Linked DNA regions of Mus musculus: region 1 is linked to region 2. A link is a contact called in public HiCAR-type data. All regions are on one chromosome and are shown on one strand. Each heading gives the region's core, a stretch centred on a gene start, on an enhancer-like site or on the middle of the called end of the contact. The rest is flanking DNA. Distances are from core to core; before and after follow the strand shown. Region 1 overlaps Cnnm1 (cyclin M1). Region 2 has its middle 9.5 kb from the start of Gm25216.

Region 1 (4,407 bases), core at 969-3,468, 770 kb after region 2:
GATACAGCTGTGATCCAGCTCCGCCCCCTTTGGGCTGTGCCACTTGAGGCTTAACACTAACCCAACTTGTGGCTCAATTCTTTCCTTTGTAAAATGAGTGTAATCGATTTCCGGCTCTTTTTGGTTTGTTTTGGTTTTTTGTTTGTTTTTTCCAAGACAGGGTTTCTCTGTGTAGCCCTGGCTGTCCTGGAACTCACTCTGTAGACCAGGCTGGCCTCAAACTGAGAGATCTGCCTGCCTCTGCCTCCCAAGTGCTGGGATTAAAGGCGTGCGCCACCACTGCCTGGCCCCAGCTCTTTTGAGGATTAAATCATTTGACATGTGTCAAGAGTTCCAAATAGTGTTTGGCATGAAGCAAGAGCTCAACAAATATTAGCGCTTGTTAAGTTGTTAGACAGTAAAAACAAAACATCTGCCACATTAGTCAGAATGTTCCCGCTATAAACACCTTTAACAAGGAAGGGTTTCTTTGGTTCCTGGTTTCATCCTGTCCCCATGGGGAGCCATGGTGGCCAAGAAAAAGCAGCTCATATCATGGCGGCCAGAAGCAGACGGAGAATGGTTGTGGAAACAAGCTTTCTCCTTTCCCCTTATCCCATCTGAGCTGAGGCACATTGATGGTGCCATAGGCACCCAGAGTGGGTCCTCCTCCTCCTTCTCCCTCCCTCCCTCCTCTTTCCCCTCCTCTCCTCCCCTCCTCCTCCTCCCCACCTCCTCCTAACCCTTCCTAAAATTGCCTTCATATAAACACCCAGAAGTATGCACTACTAACCTCCTAGATATCTCTCAATCCAACCAAATTGGTAATCAAGATGACGTCATATCTGCCTGTGATACATTATAGTTTACTAAACCTTTTTACAAATATACCAGCTATGTGGCCAGTTCTAGCTAGAGTATTGATAACAAGTCATCCCCAAAACAGAGATAGAAAACAATTCCCATCTTATTACACTAATGACTTCTAAGAAAGGCATGATAGGATAACTTTTCTCTGCTTTGCAGTACTTAAGCCATCACTAGGGAAGACAAGAAAGCCTGGGTCAGCTGAGACTGAAGCACCCACTTTCAGCTGAGAATGAAGCACCCACTTTCAAGGTGGCTTCTTGAACCATGGTGGCCTCAAGGTAGTCAACAACCAGCCGGGCGTGGTGGCACACGCCTTTAATCCCGGCACTTGGGAGGCAGGGGCAGGCGAATTTCTGAGTTCGAGGCCAGCCTGGTCTACAAAGTGAGTTCCAGGACAGCCAGGGCTACACAGAGAAACCGTGTCTCGAAAAACCAAAAAACAAAAACAAACAAACAAAAAAAGGTAGTCAACAACCGTCTTACAGGGTCTCTACAGCAGAAGTTGTTGTCTTTTACCACCCAACCTCGGGTACAGAACAAGCCCACCCAGATTCAGGGGCAGGACATATTAGCTACAGCCTTCCGTGGAGGCAGTTCCAAAAGTCCACAGCCTTGGTTCTGGTTCCTGATTCCACATGAGTGTTGGCAACTCAGTGGCAGTTAAATAATTTACCTGAAGGTAATAACCAGTCTGCCTAAACAGGGAGCCTGACTTTTAATCTAATTCTCCTTCGGTCTTACTTTTTCAATTAGGCTCTTGAGTCTCCTTCACCTAATATATTCTTATCAATGTGTCAAAGTTCAAAGAAAAAAAATGTAACTAGCTTACATTTTAGATACATGTTAGAAAGTTGCCCTTAAAAGAAACAAGAGGTTTTCAGAAGCAAGAGGCAGGTGGAAGGGAGGAAGGAGGGAGGGCTTGTGGCTAGCAGGTACAGCTGTGTGCTGGATAGGAGGAGTGGCTTCTAATGGCTCAGACCACAGTACAGTCCCCTACTTGACAATGATTAACCGCATATTTCAAAACAGCTAGTACACACAGACCTGATTCAAGGACACAATGAGGCTTGAGATGGTAGACATGCTAATGCCTTGATCTGACCATTACTTATTGTGTAAATGTGTTACATTGTATCCTATGTGTCCAACCTATATGCAAACTAACGTTATAAAATATAACTAAGTGCCACATGGCAATGTATGGCCAACAATAGATTATGTAGAATGGTCTTATAAAAATGTTATCTAGTGATGACATACCATTATGTCATTAGTTATGACATAACCATTAGTTTGCATAAGTGCTATCTTAATAAGGGTCTCTATTGCTGTGATGAAACACCATGACCAAAAGCAAGTTAGGTAGGAAAGGGTTTGTTTGGCTTACATAGCACATTCCACTGTGGGAAGCCGGGCAGGACTCAAACAGCAGGAACCTGGAGCTGATGCAGAGGCCATGGAGGAGTGCTGCTTTCGGGCTTGCTTCTCATGGCTTGCTAAGTCTGCTTTCTTATAGAAGTCAGGACCACCAGCCCAGGGACAGCACTGTCCACAATGGGCTGGGACCTCCCCCACCAATCATTAATTAAGAAAATGTCCTACAGGCTTACTTACAGCCTCTATTGAATACAGACATTTTTCTCAATTAAGGATCCCTCCTCTCTTATGACTGTAACTTGTGTCAAGTTGACGGAAAACTAGGCAGTGCACCTGTACTCTGTGATATTCCCACAATGAAACTGCCTAACAGTTCAGGTCTGAGAACCTGCCTCTATCACTGAGCAACACACATCTGTATTTCTTCTGAGTATCAGGCTCCCATTGGTAAGAACTTGCACACACCAATTTCCTATTTTCAGATGGTCCTGGGGTGAGTTCAGTCCTGAATTTAGTCAAACAGAAACTCTGTATTGTTTTCTCACAAACAGAAATCATCTCTGAAAATGATCCCATATGTTTGACTATGGTTTCATTTGTTCTCCAGGAAAATCTCACTTGGCCATTGTCCAGAGAGTGAACAACGAGGGTGAAGGAGACCCTTTCTATGAGGTGATGGGCATTGTGACTCTGGAGGACATCATAGAAGAGATCATCAAGTCGGAGATCCTCGACGAAACTGACCTCTACAGTAAGTGTGGGTCCTTCCTACTCCCGAGACCCCCAGGAACGCATCGGTTTGATGAACAATGGGAAAGGTTGTCAAGGCAAGTCTGTGCACCGGTGTGTCACCCACGGCCAGGCAGTGCTAGCATGGCAGGGCACCCTGGCCCACGTTATCCTGAATCATGCTGGTAAGGTATTATCAGAAGGGAACTTTCCAGAACACCGTTAAAACTGGGGAAAGATAGCTTCGCCTTCAAATGGAAAAAATGGCTAAGAGAAAGACAGTGTGCCCAAGAGGAGGCCCAGGGGGCTCTCTGCTCTTGTTTCTGCCCTCTGCATTGTTCCCATGGTGGCTCCTTGTCTACCTAGAGGCAGAGCCCAGCTCCCTTGGAGCTCCTCACACCGGACCACCAGTGACCAATGAACGAGCACCGTCATAGCATCACCCTTCGCTAAAGCCAAACGGTTAAATGCCCCTGTTGGATGCTGTTCTTGGCTCTCATGCCTCCTGCCCCCTGGATCAGGTCCCTGTGTGGCTCCTGTTGCTGCTTCTGCCTCTGGTCTCTTCCTCTCCCTGCACCGCTCAGGAACAATATGGCCTCCTCTTTGTAGTGAGTGACAGCTTCAGGCCTATGGGCCTTATCAACGCTTTGTCTGCCAGCAACACAAGGGCTTACTTTGTCTGTGAAATTGCAATGTTATCTAAGTCCATGGGAGTCTCTGGCCAGGAAATGTTTCCTCCCCAGAGTTTCATCTCCTAGGCTATCCACTCCATTCCCTGCCCAGGGATAACTCATTTATTTGAGATGAGCAGCCTCGGTTTGCCAGAGCAATCTTCCAGAAACTGTTTCCTCGCAGCAAAAGGCTGTGATACCATATGGCAGGGATACCCGTGGGCCAAGAAGAGATCAAATCTAAAACACGGGCCAAGCCCTTACCGAAAGCAAGCTGAGTGTCACCGCACCTTCCTTCGGGGACCTGGGAATGCAGTACTGAGCATTTTCAAACAAGGTTGGCGCTCAGAAAGGACCTCTCCCATTCCAGGCTCCCTTCTCTGCCCACCACCCTTGGTCTAGAACTTCCAGAATCCTTAAATACAATTGACGGAGACCATACTGAAATGTTAGTCGTTGGTAGAAGACTAAATTAGTAGTCTCTTCCTGGGGTAGTGTTTTTAAAAACCCGAATGCTTCAAGTACCCACTATTAAAATCAGAGTACTAAAGGGAGAGATTATAGGGATGTCTCTACGAGGAAAGGTTAATGGCATGCTGGTAGACACATAAGTGAATATGTCATATAACTCGGAGGCCACTCACTAGTGACAGCAGAGAAAATGGGTTCTAAGCCTCTTTGACGCTCACTTTCTGCATGAGCCTCTTCCTGGAGGAGAGGGCCAGCGCGCCCCACACAGATTCCCTAAGGGCCACACAAAGCTGGAAAAGGATGTGACTGT
Region 2 (4,459 bases), core at 500-2,999:
AACCTTCCCCAGCCCCCATGGCTGTAAAGTTAGGCTTGGTTCTTCCTCCCAGCCCCGTGCTCTCAGAAATAAAACTCAGACTCAAAATATATTTACAAGCACCCTGGCCATATAGCTAGGCTTTTCTTTCACTAGATCATAACTAAAGATTACCTATTTATTTTAATCTACACTCTGCCACGTGACTGGTTACCTATGCTCAGGTACCATGCTTCTGTCACCTCACATCCTCTCAGACCAATCTCCTGCAACTGGCTCTATCCCAGAATTCTCTCTCCTCCTGGATGTCCCACCTCCCATTCCCTGCCTAAGCCATAGGCCAAAGGCTTTTTAATTGACAAGAGATGCATCCATATAACACACAAGACAGTATACACAAGATAGCCTCTATACATGCCTATCAAACATCTCTCAGGGAGTGACAGGGGCCGGCAGTCATCTCTGGGGTCTTGCCCAGTGCTCTAGTCTGGACCTTTAGCTTCCTGGGGTTTCTAACTGTGCATTTTGAGCATTCTGACACCCCCATGTGCCATAGTATGCTGGCATATGTGACTCTAAAGCCACAGGGCTTGCCAGGGCCATATGCAGCTTTTCTTTATTACATGGGCAAGGTCTGAGGTGTGGCCTGGTTGAAAACAGCCGTTCTGAAGTTTTGACACTAATTTCTGAAAGCCTGAAATGCCTGATACCCACAGGCTAGCATGTGACTGTGATACATGCTGAGTGTCTCTAACCCCAAACTTCTAAATAATCCAGTTCTGGAACTTTTTGAGGTCCTATATGACACACAAACGTAAAATTCCACACCTGACCTCATTTACCGTGTTGAAGTCAACAACACAGGCTCATTTAAAATACTACATAAAATTACTTGCAAATTGTGTTCATAACATGTATAGGAAACACAAATTTGATGTTTAGATTTGGGGTACACCCCCAAGCTATCCCACCACATATATGCAAAGATTCCAAAAGCTGTCCAAGAAAAAAAATTCAGAAATCTGGTTCCAAACTTTTCAGATTAGAGGTGCTCACACTGAACCCATTTGCTTTCTAGATGATTTTGGCTTTCTAGACACACGTGACCAGAGGGGCATTGTATGTTGTCCATCAGGAAATACACAAAGGCGCGGTGTCACCTGCCCGCACACACAGTTCCAGAAAACCACACTCGAGGGGGTGCGGAAATCAATACGGAAAATGAGACACTCAAGTTACCGCAAAGGGCTATTTTTGCTTATTCCAAATTGCTCTGTTTCTGTAAGTAGCTATTTTCAGTCAGCCGCTTCCCTGGCTATGTATAGGGACGGCACTGCAATTTAAACACAAGTGGTAAGTGAAAAGAAATCTGCAAATAGGCTCGCACCCCAGGGATAAATCTGGGGCAATTGAAAATGTGGTGGAGGTTGGTTCTTTCCCCAAATTCGGAGCCACTTCAAATTCCACTCACAGATTGGAACTCATCAAGAAATAAATATCCATGTAAGCTGGTGGGACACTTTCTAGTAAGTGTTCAGGGTTTAAAAATAGGGATTTCAAAGGCAGTGTCTCCTGAGTGTCTGGGGGCTACTCCCTGGGCTGTCCTGCCCTGCCAGCCAGGGACATGTTTAGACAGCAGGTGAGGGGAAGCTGGGTCTATTTTTAAAGGTTTCTGGTTTTCTGATCGTTGCCAGGGAACCTGGGGACACAAGGAGTGTGACTTGGAAGGTGGCCTCACACATTGGGTCAGTGAATCATCTGTCAATTATTTACTGGTCCCACTGCTCAAATAGAGCGGATCTGCCTACGGGAGTTGGGTGTCCTTTGCCAGCACATTGGTTTCTCTGCCTTTTCTTTGCACTTTGGCCAGGGCATTTCCTGTTTTCCGTAATGTCTCACAGTTCACATTCCCTCCTAAAGTCTTCTAAGAGTCCAGATTGGGCTAACCCACCACCCTGTTAGTATGGATGGCCCATAGAAATCTTGGAAGCCCTTAATGGTGGATGCCTCTTGGGGAAGGGGTGAAGAGAGGCCCCAAAGCTTTTACTGCCCTTGTTTCTGTGTGGGTTGAGTTTGGTACATTGAGCTGGTATGTCTTTCATAATTTTCAAAGCTTCTCAAATGTTCAATTTGCTTCCTATGTGCCAAGAACTCTTCCTCATGCATCAGAGTCCTGGGTAGTAACCATTGCATTTGTCACCCACAGCCTTGAGAAGAAGTGGTCACCACAGGTGGAGGTCATTGGAACACTCAGGGGCAGGGCTCTGGAAGGCACAGCTGCCTGAAGATTGGCTGGCAGGTTGTCACTCAATGGCAGTGACAAATGTCATTGCAGGTATCTAGGTTTGCGCTGGGTGCCCTTTGCTTGGAAATGTCACAGGGATTTAGGTTTCCACTGTTCTGTGACTCTGTGTGCTGCCTCAGTGTCTCTTTAGCCCTGGCCTTGAGGGGTGTTCTCCATAAAGCCTCACCAATTTCTGCTTTCTTTTCTTTTCTTTTCTTTTCTTTTCTTTTCTTTTCTTTTCTTTTTTCTTTTCTTTTCCCTTTCCCTTTCCCCCTTTCCCTTTCCCCTTTCCCTTTCCCTTTCCCCCTTTCCCTTTCCCCCTTTCCCTTTCCCCCTTTCCCTTTCTCCCTTCTTTCCCTTTCTCCCTTCTTTCCCTTTCTCCCTTCTTTCCCTTTCTCCCTTCTTTCCCTTTCTCCCTTCTTTCCCTTTCTCCCTTCTTTCCCTTTCTCCCTTTTCCCTTTCCCTTTTTCCCTTTCCCTTTTTCCCTTTCCCTTTTTCCCTTTTTCCCTTTCCCTTTTTCTCTTTCCCTTTTTCCCTTTCCCTCTTCCCTTTCCCTCTTCTCTTTCCCTCTTTCCTTTCCCTTTCCTTTCCTCCTCCTCCTCCTCCTCCTCCTCCTCCTCCTCCCCCTCCTCCTCCTCCTCTTCCTCCTCCTCCTCCTCCTCCTCCTCCTCCTCCTCCTCCTCCTCCTCCTTCTTCTCTCTCTCTCTCTCATCTTTAATTTTTATCAGGCAAATTCACCACTCAGTCCTGTATGAATCTCCTAGTTTCCCATGTCCAAAAGCTGTGGACAGATGCAAGTTCTGTAAAAGAGGTTTTTAGAAAATTGTTGGATCTACGTGAACTCCATATCACAAGTAAGGGGAGGAAGTGATGCCAGGGAAGGGGACCAAGGAGGACAGAGTAGACTGACCTTGGGGCTTTGGCCCTAGAGATGCAGTTTCACCCCAGCTCGAGGGCACTCTTTCCCCTGGTGGCTTGCTTTATAGCCTTGGGAGTAGTGTCACCTCTTGTCGCTCATTGTTTGACTTCTGGGAGAGAAGTCATACCAATACAGCTGTCCAGGAGGATGACATATCCTTCTAGCTGTTATGAGCCCCAACGAGGGATAAATAGAGAGATATCAGTCTGATTGGACAGGAGCTTTATGGAGCCTACCTAGGTCCCTGCACTCTCCGAGACATTTACAAATTGGTTGGACCGTGTTTTTATTTTTTCCACTACCTCAAGGCCATACCATTTTTCTTTTTAATATACAGACCATGCCTCAAATGAAGTAAGTGCCAATAAATATTTGTTGAATTGATTTTCCTGTTCAGAGACATGGCAGATGGACCCTCCTGCCTTATGAGCATAATTCTTTAGTTTGACTCTCGTTGAATTTCTTCCTTGTGGATATTGGTCTCATCAGGCAATGGAGGCTCTGAGTCTTAGCTGAGCTCTTTCTGGGTCAGCAAACACAAAGGCAACCCAATGCTGTTATAGGGTAGGCGGAAAAGAGACCCCAAGGTTGGATTATGGACTTGATCTAGACTGCCCTTCCCCTGATGGGTTTTGGGGAAGTGATGACTTCATGAGGCCTCTGACCTCAACATTGGATCAATCCACTGATGGGTTTGTAATTAGCTGGACAATAGGGATGTGATAGAATCTTTGGGACAGGGTATGAGGGCTTCTCAGAGGAAGTAGACCACTAGAGGCATGCTCTTGCTGGTCTCTCTCTCTCTAACCCTCCTTCCTTTCCTTTCTCCTTCCCGGGTCTCCCCACTGGTTTGTTCACAGGGACCCCAGGGTCTCTAAGTTTGACTGGTTATTGGGATTCATTTGACCCATGTCTGTCACAATAGGTCAGGACACAGGCTCAAAGGGTGTGTACTACTATTCTTGGTTGTCAAGGTGACCACATCTGTAATTAAACCCAAGCAGCTAGGTACATCCGTGAGGAATTATTTTTTCTTTTTAAAAAAATTTTTTTCTTAATTAAATCATTTGATGTTGGAAGACCCACCTTTAATCCAGATCTTTTGAGATGGGAAAACTCATCTTAAATCTGGGCCACATCTTCTCTTGGCAGCTTATATATAATTATGGAGGGAAGACCCTGGGTTTCTTTACTTGCTCTCACTTTTGCTGGGAGGTCTATTCCTTCACTGACACTAGAGCCTACTTCTTTATGATTCCATCATATGCTGAAGAACA

The links. HiCAR-type assays count read pairs that join an accessible place to other places.
Region 1: a HiCAR-type map of kidney shows a contact between it and region 2, with 4 times the contacts expected there. The contact joins two enhancer-like sites. A contact is called at or near these places in 2 of 39 promoter capture datasets (cranial neural crest and frontonasal cranial neural crest) and 2 of 115 datasets of contacts at active chromatin or transcription factors (embryonic stem cells and kidney).

Annotation. Positions count from the first base shown.
Region 1 is chr19:43,462,288-43,466,694 of GRCm38.p6, forward strand. Cnnm1 (cyclin M1) reads left to right here. Exons shown (of 12, transcript NM_001373992.1): 2 at 2,834-2,977. Among named protein-coding and RNA genes, the nearest start is that of Cnnm1, 24 kb to the left of the region's middle. Within about 2 kb of position 2,219, at least 18 of the 459 cell types and tissues checked have an H3K27ac peak or open chromatin away from gene starts, as enhancers often do. A contact at or near this core is called in kidney, where this site is marked.
Region 2 is chr19:42,688,217-42,692,675 of GRCm38.p6, forward strand. No RefSeq gene overlaps it. Among named protein-coding and RNA genes, the nearest start is that of Gm25216, 9.5 kb to the right of the region's middle. Within about 2 kb of position 1,750, at least 29 of the 459 cell types and tissues checked have an H3K27ac peak or open chromatin away from gene starts, as enhancers often do. A contact at or near this core is called in kidney, where this site is marked.